Regions from separate parts of the Mus musculus genome. Here regions 1 and 3 are each linked to region 2. A link is a contact called in public Hi-C and promoter capture Hi-C data. All regions are on one chromosome and are shown on one strand. Each heading gives the region's core, a stretch centred on a gene start, on an enhancer-like site or on the middle of the called end of the contact. The rest is flanking DNA. Distances are from core to core; before and after follow the strand shown.

Region 1 (4,213 bases), core at 467-2,966, 6.0 Mb after region 2:
AAGTAAGGTGGAGTGAGAGGAACTGGAAGGCCTTTCATCCCTTAAAGGAGGAATAAGGGTTACCTAACGTTGCCTGTGTACCCCTAGCTCTCCCTCTTAGCACCTTTAAGGCAGATCAGATCAGTCCGTCAGGACCACGGACAGCGCACGGCAGCCGGACTTCTTCCTTTATTTTCTCAGCTGTAGTTCTGTCTGCCCTGCCCTTCTGGTTACCCATCAGTAAGATCAGAAGAACGGGCTGAGTTCGCCCCACTCCCATCCATGACATCTGAATCCACTTGCTGGATGGGGTAACTGCATCCCATCCTCTGATCTTCCCCAGCTTTTGTACTGATTCTGCCTTTCATTCTTTTCCATCCAGTGTCTTCCTCAGCCAGCTAGTAGCATCAGTGTCTTCCACTTCATTATTTATCCCGCTCCTCAGTCCCAATTAAAAAAAAATGTGTATGTGTGTATGGCTGAGTTTATATCTGCGCACCACCTGAGTGTAGTTGCCTGCAGGTATTAGAAAAGGGACAAAAAAAAAAAAAAAAAAAAAAAAAAAGCTGGGCGTAGTGGCGCACGCCTTTAATCCCAGCACTTGGGAGGCAGAGACAGGCGGATTTCTGAGTTTGAGGCCAGCCTGGTCTACAAAGTGACTTCCAGGATAGCCAGGGCTATACAGAGAAACCCTGTCTCGAAAAAAAAACAAAACAAAAAAAAAGGAAAGGGACCTCCTAGAACTGGAGTTGCACATAGTTATAAGCCACCATGTGGGTGGTGGTAACTGAACCCACTGCAAGCACAGCAAGTGCTCTTAGCCACTGAAACATTTCTCCAGCCCCGTTAGTCCCATTCCCACAGTCCTGATTTCTCAGCTCTCCTGGAGGATGCAGAGATGCGCCACATGTTTTCAGTCCTTTTTCCCTACGGCATCACGTGAAGAGAGTCTTCCTCTCCCATCCCTCCTTATGATAAGAAGTCGTGTGGGAGAATGTGGGATGTAGCTCAGCCAGAGAGTCGTTGCTTTCCATGCACGAGGCCCCAGGTTCAGTCCCAAGGAGGTGGGGCGAGAGAATAAATTCGGGCTCTAAAGCCCAGTTTCTAGAACCAGCAGACATGGTTTTGTTTTTCTTATCTATATGGGATAATTCTTGCTTCTAATGATGAACTGGTGAACTTAGCAAGGGTCAGTGTTTGGTTGACAGACCGTGAGGACAACAGGTTGTGGGACAATTCTCTAGCAGGCAAAGTAAAGGACATAGAGACATTTTACGATGTCTGGCAGTAAGTACCTGCTCACAAATATTCAAACCCAAGCTGTGGGCACTGAGTTGGAAATTATGCAGTACTGGGAGATCCAGCTCGGTCACACAGCAAGACCCTGTTTCAGATTCTGGGGGCTGTGAAGATGGCTTGGTGGATTAGGGAGCTTGCAGCCAACCCTGAAGAACTGAGCTGTATAAGGACCCTTGCTCTCACTGTATGTATATACGTGCACACGCGCGCGCGTTTAAATATGATCAGCAGATAGCGCCTGCTCACACTGAATTAGTGACTTAGAAATTAGAGGGCACCGGCAGGCTGGCCTTAGGGTATCCGGGAAGAAGCTTTAGCCAGTGGAACCACAACACCCACAAGGCTTTGCGGCACTTCCGATTGGTCCTGAGTGAGAGGCTAGTGATTGGTTCTCTGTGGGAAGTCCTTGAACCCGGAAGTAATCTCCGTAGGTCCATGTGTAGTGGAGAGCCGGGAATTTGGAAGCGTACGGTTTGGATCCTAGGACCCGAGGACAGGTTGGTCCGGATCCACAAACAGAGCTGCTGTGACCTCGAGGACTTTTGAGGGTGCAGCTGCATCTCACCCCACCCAAGCTGCGCCCAATGGAGTCTACGTTCAGCAGCCCTGCGGAGGCAGCCCTGCAACGGGAGGCGGGCGTTCCAGGACAGTTCACTCCTCCTGAAGACCTGGACCGCGTGTATGAGCTGGAGCGAGTTACGAAATTTGTCTGCGATTTAGGTTGTCAGCGGGTGAGGTCTGGTTCAGAGAAGGGGGCGCGAAAAGGGGGCGCGGGGCGCGGGCTCTCCTCTGGGTATGGGTTGCGGAGATTGGGACTTTGGGTCGGGATCCGCCCGTATCGCACGGATTACCCACAACTCTGTGGGGCTGGCTGCCTCCTTAGAAGTAGGGGCTTGGGATGTTTAGTGGGTTTTTTTGTTTGTTTGTTTGTTTTTTTGTTTGTTTTTTGTTTTTTTGCAGAGGCTGTTGGTGGAGGAGTGAGGTTGTCGCTGACTTGTGGCTTGTATTTACAGGTGACTTTGCAGTTCCCTGACCAGTTACTAGGAGATGCGGGAGCGGTGGCTGCCCGGCTGGAGGAAGTCACAGGAGCTAAGATGTTCATTTTAGGGGACACAGCTTATGGCAGGTATGGGGTTTCCCAGCCCACAGTGTCTGCCTCCAGTGACCGTGTTTGCACGATGAGAAGCTCCTGATGCCAGCTTCCCTCAGTCACAGTGAATTCCTAGCTTGGTGCCATTTTCTCCACTGGCCACATTTCCCATTGATGACAACTCTTCTCTCCAGGTAGGGAACACCTCTCACCAATGCTCTCTCCCCTGCAGCTGCTGTGTGGATGTGCTGGGCGCCGAGCAGGCTGGAGCTCAAGCCCTTGTGCACTTCGGTCCTGCCTGCTTAAGCCCCCCAGCCTCGCAGCTGCCCATCACCTTTGTCCTTGGTCAGCGACCCGTTGCTTTAGAGCTCTGTGCAAAGGCCTTTGAAGCCCAGAACCCAGATCCGACAGCCCCGGTGGTACTGCTGAGTGAGCCAGCTTGTGCCCATGCCCTAGGTGAGAAATTATACCTGTGAGGGAAAGAAGGGTGGGTCCACAGCTTCATGCCTTAATTCCTCCTATTTAAGCACACTTACCTAGAGCTCTTGGCCTCAGTTGGCCTGGCTTGTCCTTTAGGGTCACATTGAGGCATCTGGGGATGAGACATCTCTTACTTTGCCAGACTTCAACTCTGATGCACCTCTTTCAGAGCCTTTGGCCATGCTCCTGCTCCCAAAGTACCAAGATCTGCTCATCTCCCGCCCAGCTCTTCCCCTGCCAGTGGGATCCCCGAGCTCACAGCCTGAGTCCCTGGAGCGTTTTGGGCGCTGCTTCCCCCTGAATCCAGGGAGACGTCTGGAAGAATATGGTGCCTTCTATGTAGGGGCTTCTCAAGCAAGCTCGGACTCCAGCCTTGATCCCGACCTGAGCAGACTGCTCTTGGGTTGGACACCAGGGCGGCCCTTCTTTTCCTGTTGTCCAGATACAGGACAGACACAAGACCAGGGTGCCAAGGCTGGGAGACTAAGAGCACGAAGACTGTATCTCATAGAGAGGGCCAGAGATGCCCGTGTGGTTGGGCTGCTGGCAGGCACATTAGGTGTGGCTCGACACCGTGAGGCACTGGCACACTTGCGGAAACTGACGGAAGCTGCTGGAAAACGTAGCTATGTGTTAGCCGTGGGGAAGCCCACACCCGCCAAGCTTGCCAACTTCCCTGAGATGGACGTCTTTGTGCTGTTAGCCTGTCCCCTGGGGGCACTAGCCCCCCAGCCTTCGGGTGGCTTCTTTCGGCCTGTATTGACGCCATGTGAATTGGAGGCTGCCTGCAACCCTGCCTGGCCCCCGCCAGGCCTGGCTCCCCACCTCACACATTATGCAGAGCTGTTGCCTGGTGAGTGGCAAGGCCGCATCTGGGTTTGAAAGTTGGGGTTGGAGTTGAAAAAACCGGGATAGCTTTCTTTTCTCCTTCTACGTCAGGTTCTCCCTTCCATGTGCCACTCCCTCCACCTGAGTCAGAGTTGTGGGATACCCCAGATGTGTCACTCATTTCTGGGGAGCTCCGACCACCACCTCCTTGGAAGTCATCAGATGACACTAGATGTTCGGCCTTAATTCCGAGGCCCCAACTGGAGCTGGCGGAGAGCAGCCCTGCAGGTAAACATGCAAGCAGCTGCCCCCGCTAGAGTTTTGCCCAGGTCCAGCCCACACAGCTTATCTTCTTTCCCTCTGCAGCTTCATTCCTTAGTTCTCGGAACTGGCAGGGGCTGGAGCCACGCTTGGGCCAGACACCAGTGAAAGAAGCCGTCAGAGGAAGACGAGGTATCGCCATCGCCTACGAGGATGAGGGGAGCAGCTGATACCTTGGGAGGCCAGAGCCAGAGTGATAAGTCTGCCGGGACCTGT
Region 2 (4,758 bases), core at 1,750-4,249:
GACCTCAGTGTATCTTCCCAGAAGAAATTCCACTTTAACAGGTCAGGAAAGTCCATTATAATGGACTCATTTCTCATGTTCTCCCTGACGGTGTGGCCATCGATGGATACTTCAGTGGGTGAGGTGACCACTGTAATAGTTAATGAAGTACAGCAGTATCTACTATTAACCAATAAAAGTAGAAAGCCAATGGTAACGGTTCATTATGTAAATGGCAGCTCCTAAACACCTGAGAGTCTGGAGTCAGGTGCAGGCAGTATAAGGGGATCTACTGGAAAGAGAGTAGCTTCAAGCACATGACAAAGGAGACAAACAGCTTTCCTCCTTTTCTCTGCCTTTTTGCCACCAGAGAGGTGCACACACCATCATGCCTAACTACCTGTGCATCAATGACATATATCAATGCTCCTGTGCCCCTGAAGATCATTTCGTAGTCAAAGGTTGGATCAAAGAAGTCCATCTGCCCAGGAAAATCCCAAATCTGGAAGTTCACAAAGGAGCTGTTGGAAATGTCATCTTTATAAATCTTGTTGGTACTTTCCAAAAAGAGAGTCTCATTGGGTGACATCTTATGAAACACCACCTGTGAGGAGAAACAGAGACAACTTTGTAACTATTTAACTATACAAGTCATATTAGAAATCCCATGGCACCAACCTTACAACTGTGACCTTGATGCAAAATAAATAAATAAGGTAATAATAGGACAGTCAATCACTGGTGCTATTTATTCTTCTATTTCTGACAAAAGGCACCAAGTTAATTTCCACTCAGTCCACTTTGAAGATGAGTTTTTCTCTTACTACTTTAACTGTGTTCTCGTGCCACCATCTCTGACCCATACGGTTTCCGTGTATTTGCTTTTTCTATTCTCAGGGTTTGTAACTTTTTGGAGGGGAGCAGAGGAGGGCTGTTTTGAGAAAGAGCCTCAGCTATATAGCCCAGATTAACCTCAAAATCCAATTCTCTTGCCTCTGCCTCCTCCAGTACTGAAATTACAGTACCACCTTGCCAGGTCCTATTGGGTTTTATTAAGAGAAACAGAGACAACGTTGTGACTATTTAACTGCCAAAGTTACATAGAAATCCTGTGGTACCAATATTACAACTGTGATCAGAGATTTAAACTTGTCAAGACCCGCTTTAAGATCATGAACTATTCTAGGTAATGTTTGAGACTTTGTGTTCATTCAAAAATAACACACACGCCTACCTCAGGCTCTTAGGAACAATAAAGACAATGGAGGGGATCCTGAGTAGGTAAAACTGTCCAGAGTGAGAAGTAGGGAGACCTGGGGGAGGAGGGAAGAGGCAGCTCCATAAGGCAGGAAATGGTAAAAACAATAAGCTGCCAATCATCACAGCAGGGAGCCAAAGGTGTAGCTCAGTGTGGTCCCAGAGCCTGCCTATCATGCATAATACCCTGGCTTCCAGCACCTGCACCAAGCCAAGCCAACCTGATAGCTCGTACCTGAAAGCTCAGGATGAGCTTAAAGTCACCCTTGGCTACATAGTCAGTTCTTGGCCAGCCTGCTATACAGGAAGAAAACAAAAAAACCACAGCAGGGCTGGAGATGTAGCTTTAAGGCTTGCCTGATACAACCCTAACATACAGCAAATTTGTCTCTCAGTGTTAACTTGGAAGAGAGAAAAAGTTCTCATAGGTTTCAAGTGGTAGTTACTTAGCATAAGCACTCCCCCCAAAGGTCTAACTTTGACACAGACGTGAGAAAATAAAACAGTTGTCCAGCAAGTGCAGGGGCGGAAGATGTGGGGGTAGGCAGCGATGTTGCTTTTTAAAAACACCACCCCTACAAAATACCAGAGATTTCTGTTTGGACAGACCTTTGTGTCAGAGTGGAAATGGGGAAAGCATGGTTGTCTGTGACCGTAGTTTTACCAGAAGTTCGCTCTGTTTGTAATGGGAATGGCTGATTGAAAGAAATCAACCCTGCCTCTATTTCCCTAAAAATACAAAGCCTTAGGCATTCATTCTATTCGTTCACGACGGACCCAAGTGAAAACAAATGCACTGATGTCTGTCCGCCTGCAAAACCGTCTCCAAAGATCGCTGTGACCAGCTACTGGGGACTGTCACCTGTAACTGCAACCACAGGGCTACAAGTTCTAAATAAAGTAGGTGTAGCGATAGAGTCCCCCCCCCCGCCCCCCCCCCCAAAAAATGTTTTTACAGAAGTCTCCAACAGACTGACAACAAACACTGAGATGCCCAGTGTCTTCGCCACAACACTTTCAGGCGCCGCTACGGTCCAGAGGCTGGGAGGAGATCCCTGAAAACTCCTGTCACCTAAGTGAGATGCGGCGGGACAGCACGCTCACCAAGTTCTCCGCGTGAGAACCGGGGACGACGGGTCGGTTTCGTCAACGCCACAAGGGCAGCGACCAGAAGGGAGGAGTTCTAGGGCGGTGACCGGCACCTGCCTCCTCCCTCCAGCCAGCGTCGCCTCCTGGCCCCCCTCGACCCTCGGAGGCCCAGGTCGGGGACCCTGGGCGAACCGCGCCCAGGCTCTGCGCTCGCAGGTGTGGACAGTGCCCGGGGACGCAGCGCCAGGCCTCCACCCTCTCAGGCCTCCTGGGCACCCGCCACCTGAGCGCCGTGGGCCGGGCAAAACCAAGGGCAGGCGGCGGCTGCGGGGCGCTCACCTTCTGGATGGAGGATTTGCCGCTGCGCCGGAGCCCCATAAGCAGGATCCTCGGCTTGGAGCTGTCAGCGCCGCCCGGGCCGCAGCCGCCGCCGGCCCCCGCGCCTCCGCCGCCACCCGCCGCTGCCTCCTCTTCCTCCTCCTCCACGCCGTAGCCGAAGTCCTTGGGGAACGAGTCGGCTGCGCCGTAACTGCCGGCCAGGGGCGTCTCCTCCGCCCCGTACTGCAGGGACATGGTGCTGGACCACCACCGCCCGCGCCCTGACAGGCCAGGCCAGGTTAGGCCGCCGCCTCCCCAGGCCGCCGCTGTTGCCGCCGCCCCCGGCAGTAGCCGCCGCAGGGCCCGCCCATAAGCCCAGCTCCGATTGGGCCGCCGCCAAGCTTCGGTTTATTATTGGCTGGGCGGGCTGCCACTCTGGGACAACAGGGTAAGTGGTACTATCACGTGCCCGGAATCACCTGACTAGCAGCGGCAGAAGGGGGGGAGGCGTCACGAGGAGTTCGGCCTGGCCGCGCCTCTCGTCGGCCTCCGGGCCTTCGCCCTGGGGGCACAGCCCGCAACGCACCTCGGCCTTCCATGCGCGCGCTGGGCTGCTCCCCGCTCCCCGCCTTCTTCCGGGCTCCGAGAGCAACGCAGGGAAGCTTCTAGGCGTCTGGGTAAGAATTCTTTGTGCCCCCCTCCCTTGTTGCAGCTGCCCTGCCAGTATTTAGTGATGCTTGTCAGGTCCTGGGTACCAGGAAGGCACTGGAAACTGAATTGCCCCTCCATGCCCTCAAGTTGCTTGAAGCTGAACAGAGATTGGACTTCTGTGTAAGTTGACTCAGTACAGATTTTATGGGAAAAGGCCATGAGGATAGATGAATTGCTCTGGAATTGGGTGAGTCCACCGGAGGTCGTGTGTGAGCCAGTCCAGACCTATAGATTCGGCACGTGCGAAAGGCAATTAGGAATCTCAGTGATAACTTGCCTATGCTGGTACCTGGAACCCGATAAGGAAAACAGATACGAGCATGCTAAAACATCTTCTAATTCCGTAAGCAGATCGCTGATAGGATACTGCTGCCCTTATATTCTACCGACTCCATCTTCACGCCCACCTAGTGCCCCTCCAGTAACCCATCCAGCAACTGAGTACTTGACTTCTTTGTGATTAGAGACTAGAGGAATTAGGGCTAATGAAGGCAAATGATTACTGCCAAAGTATGTTTCAGAAAGTTGTAAATGTCTCGGACTCCCAGAAGTGGAAATTTGACAACCCTTAAAATACAGCCGTGTACACTCAAAAGGAGTTGGGGTAGGGATAGGGCTTCTGGTTTTACAAAGTGACTGTTGTTTGCAGGGCTAAGGATGAAATTCGGGGTCTTTTGCGCATGCTAGGGAAAATTCTACCACATAGTCTCATCTCCTACTCAGACAGACTGATCTGACTGTAGAGAGAAAAGTAAGCTCTAGTAGGCCGTCACAACCTCACCTAAAAAATATCAACTCCACAGTACCTAATAGACAGGCAGAATGCACTTAAATATGCGTGTGTCTCTCAGTATCAATGGGAGAATGCTTTCAGGACACCCTTAATCCGATTAACCGACTGGAAGACGGTCAGATTCCTAGTATAGGCTATTTACATGTGAACCTATGCACACTCCATGTACTTTATATTATCTCTGCATTAATTATAATAACCAGTACAATGAAAAATGAAATTGTGTCTTTGCCAGGCATGATATGATGGCCCACATCCGTAAATCTCAGTACATCTGAGGCAGGTGTAGAATTCCCCCCAAAAAGTTCTAAGTCAGCCCACTCTACACATCCTTGACAGCCTTAGCTAGAAACCCCTTTTTTAAAGAATGGGATGTGTGTATAAATAGTTGTTGCACTATATTGCATAAGTGTAAAAATAAAGTCTACATATGTTCAGTACAATTCCCCCAAAATATTTCCAATCCAGTTGGCCTAATCTATGGATTCAGAGAACCAACTGCTGTGCCAGGGGAAATCAAATTTAACGGTAGCTTTGATAAAAGGTTTAACAGTTTTTGGGTGGAATATATGAGTAGAGATCATAGGACAACCACAGATATCTAAAAACTT
Region 3 (4,400 bases), core at 581-3,080, 5.5 Mb after region 2:
TGTCCTTTCTAGTACCTGAACAAACCTAGGGTTCCACTTCTGTGGTGAACACCAGTGCCCCCGGGCTTCCCCTTTGCCTCCCAGGCTCTCACCTCCAGCCTCCTGCCTTCTTCCAGTGCTTCACCTCCAGCCTCTCTCCTCCCTTCTTCTCAGGGGCAAGTTCTGCCTCTCTCTCTCTTCCACTCCAGGAGCCTGGCTCTTTGAGACTCCTGCCCTGGCGGCTCCACCTGTCTGACTAGATCTTGTAGCAGCCCCGCCCTCCTCCCGCCCCCGCTACGTTGGGCATGGGGTGGAGGGTGGGTCCAGGCCACAGGTCAATGCCTAGAGGAGCAGGACCCACCAGAATTGAGAAAGCCAAGTGAGCCCCAGCCTCACCACCTCTGACCAGCCAGATAAGTTTGTAGGTTCTCCAGAAACTTCTGGCCAGGACGTCTGGCCAAAGCCAGAACTGCTAAAAAATCCACACCCAGCATTCTCTCCCAAACCAGCCATGAATTCTTAGTTTGTCCTACTTTAGAATGGGCATCACCCTTCCCTACCAGGGAGGGGTGAGGACACCAGTGGTATGTGAGGAGGTGGGAGAGTGGGGGAGGTCTCAGGAATCTTTCCCTCTTCTGGGAGGGAGCCTCATGGGCTAGGTCCCCTCCTCCTCAAAGTTGGAAGGAATGCCAAGGGAAAGTTTATAGGGATACAAAAATTTAGCCTAGACCCAGGAGAGCCTAGGACTTTGTCCCAGAGGACTCCGGCAATTGCCCAACAAGCGGAGTGCTCCAGCTGCTCTCCATCAATCTCCAGCCTTGGGGCTTGAGTTCTACCATCCACATCCACGCTCTCACACAGTAATATGTACCTTCATCACACCGCTCTCAACCACCCCCAGAGACATGCATACCGCGCCAGGAGCTAGCCAGCATACATCCACACACAGTCCAGGCATATCTTGTTGACCACATCACCCAAACAGGCCTCCCTACTGGACTCGGACATGCCAGGCTCCTAAACTTCACACCTGTCAGGGATTGCATTAACCGCGGGACATACAGCTGACCAGGCATGGGTACATCTTCACCCACACCTCCCTTCTGCACACACAGCTCTCTGGTGAGTGACACTCATTTCTTCCTACAGTTAGACTTTGGTTGGTGGCTTATGTTGGAGTGGGGCCTAGCACTTAGGCATGTGCTCTGACACACGTGAGCTTGCCAGTTCCTTATCTCCTCCCTCAACCACCTCCTCCAATTCACTCGCCCTTCACCACCACTTAACACCGGGAGATACACAGTGACCCAGAGGGCAAGAGGGAGTCCAGACTTCTGAGGATCTCTCCCTAAGTTTGAGGGAAACCCGGGTGCGCACCACCCCCCTCCCGCAGTGAAACAGAGCCAGTTCCCTTAAGATGGATGGAAAAGAAAAAGGGCACCGGCATGGGGCAGGAAGGGAAAAGAGAGGAGTGGGCAAAGGGTGGAAGGCCAGGAGGTGCTGAAAAAGAACTAGGTGTGAGCAAATGGGGGTCAGGGGCCAAGGTGCCGGGGAGGGATCCTGTGGGCAGGCCCAGCCCCAGTGCCTGGGACCTCCCACCCACTCGCCCCAGGAACAGCCTCGCCCACAGCCTGGGCAGGGCAGGGCAAGGCAGGCAGGGCAGGGCTAGCCTGGCCAGCCAGGCAGGGGGCGCTGGCACGTGGGGAGCCATGGAAGGTACACACTCACCAGTGGAAACCAGGCGGGCAGCAGTGAAGGGTTCAAAGGGATCAGGGCCGGAGAGAAGTCCCCAGGGCCGCCTGCCGGCCACTTCCTCATCTGCTGGGCCGACTTTCTGTCACCAGAGGGGGAGGGGGCGGGCCGGGCGGGGGGCGCCTGCTGATTGGGCGGCTGGCCGAGGCAGGAGGGGCCGTCCAGCGCCTGCCTGGCCGCCAGGGCGGGAGCAGGGGCGGGTCGCCAGATCCCGGGGCAGGAAGCACACCCAGCCCCAGCTCTCCACCCCTTCCTTCGCATCTCTCAGCCTGTCCCGCCGATGACTATGGCTTGGCCCGCACCCAGCTTCTTCTTGAGGTTCAGCCTGCATGGCCCCATTCGTGGTCCTCTGTCCAGTCCAGCATGAGGACCCACTCATCTCCTGTCTGCTTTGTGACAGTCGCGGCTTATGATTACGGGAAATTTCCAGGGTTCAACCGTTCCCTCAAGGCTTTTCCTGGAAGAGGAGGGCCAGCTGTGCCTACTAAGGGCTGATTGGGGTGGCGGGAGGCTTTAGCGGGAGGCAGCAGTCGGCCACCACCATGCTTCTCAGAGCCTATAAACTTGGATGAGTCCTAGCTTTAGGAGGCACAGAGAGGATTTCCTGGAACGGAGATGGGAGAATACAAGTGGCCCCAGGCAAGAACTGTGAATCACTGTCTAAACTGGCCTTCAAGGTAGTGAAAGGGGGTGGGGGTGGGGGTAGCAAGTGAAATTGGCTGTGGTTCAATGTAGTAGATCTTGGAGGCCAAATGAGGCTGCCTGACTTATTCTAGAAGCAGAAGAAAACAAGAATTTTGAGGCAGCTCATCTCATCTGTCAGACATTTACTGGCCATCTACAGTGAGCGAAACCACATTAAGCTCTGCTCCCCACACTAACATAACTTATAACCCAGGTACAAGGTACTAGAGAGACCAGGTGAGAGGAAAACAGCTGGTCTGAAGAGGTAACAGATGGGGTTGGGAAAGCCAGACAACGTTGCAGGGGTAGGGGTGGGGGAGGAGTTAGATGTCAATTCAGTACCACCACCCACCCACCCCAGCACCAGATAGTCCAACTATTGCATGGCATGAAATCTGTCTTTCCTATAAAGACTCAATTACAGCTTGGACAACTGGATGATGTAAGTAGGCAGAGAGTTGAGGAATTTAGAAGAGGCAGTGGCTAGGAAGGATAATAGGTTCATAATTGGTGGATTTGGTTACCTAGGCATTGATAAGAGATGAAGGCCAGAGTATAGTTTTCAGCATTCTTTAGATTACCTGTTTACCTGTTAGCACCTACTCTTGACCAAAAAAAAAAAAAAAAAAAAAAAAAAAACAACCAGCAGAGAATTTACTTCCAAACCCAGCTTCTGTATCATTGTATACTAGACCCCCATGTCCCTGAAATGTCATTCTCAAGCCATAGCCTGAACTCCAGCCATCAAATGTCAGCAGCTTTCTCTCCAGTGAACATCTGTGGTGGATCCAAAAGCTCCCAGTGGAGCGTTCGGGATGGTGTTTTGCATGTGTGATTAAGACTTGTTAGATGAATGTGCACAAATTTACATACAAACATATCCATCTATGGGGCTGCCTCTGACTCTCAAGCCTTCATCATCGTGAGATGCAGTCAGATCTCCACTCTGTAAACCACTCCTGCTTCTGACTAATGTATTTTCTGCACCTTTCCCAACTCCACGATCCTTTCAGCAGGAAAAGTTCATATTTTAGTCATATCTCTTAACTCCAATTGGACCTATTATCTGTCATGCAGTTAACCGTACATGTTTTCTGACTTGCTGTTAAAAATACATAGGACAATGGAAGGAAAGGAGAAACTAAGACCCGGAGAGAACAGTACATCTTTATATTTCTCTTGAGAGTAGTGTTTATTGAGTTAACCAATACTTACCAAGGTCCTGATGGCTTTCATGTGTATTCAAACAGCTCTAAGGCCACACCTGACTCTGAAGTTCTGAGCTTAAATGTCCCAGTTAATGTGTGTGTGATCGTGCATATATTTTAGGAGGTATGGAACCTTCTAAAAATGAGAACAAATGGTCCCTAGCTTATAGGCTTACTGTGAAGGTTAAGGCAATAGCCCGTGTAAAGTGCTTAGCAGTCTCTGTCTCAATATTAACAGTCAGGGTAAGAATCAGGCCATTACACAGAGGACATGTTTGTATATGATTTAATGAGTAGTCCTTTAACAAACCTTTCCTAAACAACGAGCAAATCCATAAACAGCTCTGAAAGTCCTACCGAGAGATTTGGGCCTACATCTCCCTTGTGAAAGCACACTGGCAAGATGACGACACCGTCCTAAAGTCAAACAAACAGGAAGCTTCAAGTGTGTGCATATTCATCTGGGCCACACTGAGAGATGACTGTGGCAAGGCTTCAATAAATGTTGGCTGACTATATGAGTGAACAAACTCAAAGACTCTATTCTTAACTTGGTCCTGACAGAAAGCATCTTCCAATACCCGATATAGCCCAAGTCTGCCAAATGGCATCTCCACAGCTATGGAGTCTTCAAAGCACCCAGCCCAGGAGAGCAGACATACACATAAATGAACACACAGTCACATGTAGGTGAAGTTCCCTATGAAAGCTCTGGGGAATGGGGAACCTAATCAGCTCTGGGGAGTGTGTGTGTGTGTGTGTGTGTGTGTGTGTGTG

Evidence for each region. Promoter capture Hi-C pulls out the DNA fragments that hold promoters and counts their contacts. A called contact is a pair of places that touch in the nucleus more often than the background predicts.
Region 1: a Hi-C map of regulatory T cells shows a contact between it and region 2, with 5 times the contacts expected there. The contact joins the promoter of Dph2 here to the promoter of Rragc in region 2. A contact is called at or near these places in 1 of 39 promoter capture datasets (pre-B cells) and 2 of 484 Hi-C or Micro-C datasets (CD4 T cells and regulatory T cells).
Region 3: a contact with region 2 is called in a promoter capture Hi-C map of pre-B cells. The contact joins the promoter of Elovl1 here to the promoter of Rragc in region 2. A contact is called at or near these places in 1 of 39 promoter capture datasets (pre-B cells) and 3 of 484 Hi-C or Micro-C datasets (CD4 T cells, CD8 T cells and regulatory T cells).

Annotation. Positions count from the first base shown.
Region 1 is chr4:117,889,506-117,893,718 of GRCm38.p6, reverse strand. Dph2 (DPH2 homolog) reads left to right here and starts at 1,716. Exons shown (of 6, transcript NM_026344.3): 1 at 1,716-2,009; 2 at 2,292-2,404; 3 at 2,601-2,824; 4 at 3,018-3,701; 5 at 3,788-3,964; 6 at 4,043-4,213. The coding sequence starts at 1,863. The coding sequence ends at 4,167. It also overlaps a transcript of Ipo13 not described here.
Region 2 is chr4:123,915,674-123,920,431 of GRCm38.p6, reverse strand. Rragc (Ras-related GTP binding C) reads right to left here and starts at 2,999. Exons shown (of 7, transcript NM_017475.2): 1 at 2,665-2,999; 2 at 380-583. The coding sequence starts at 2,898. It also overlaps D130007C19Rik.
Region 3 is chr4:118,425,523-118,429,922 of GRCm38.p6, reverse strand. Elovl1 (elongation of very long chain fatty acids (FEN1/Elo2, SUR4/Elo3, yeast)-like 1) reads right to left here and starts at 1,830. Exons shown (of 8, transcript NM_019422.3): 1 at 1,708-1,830.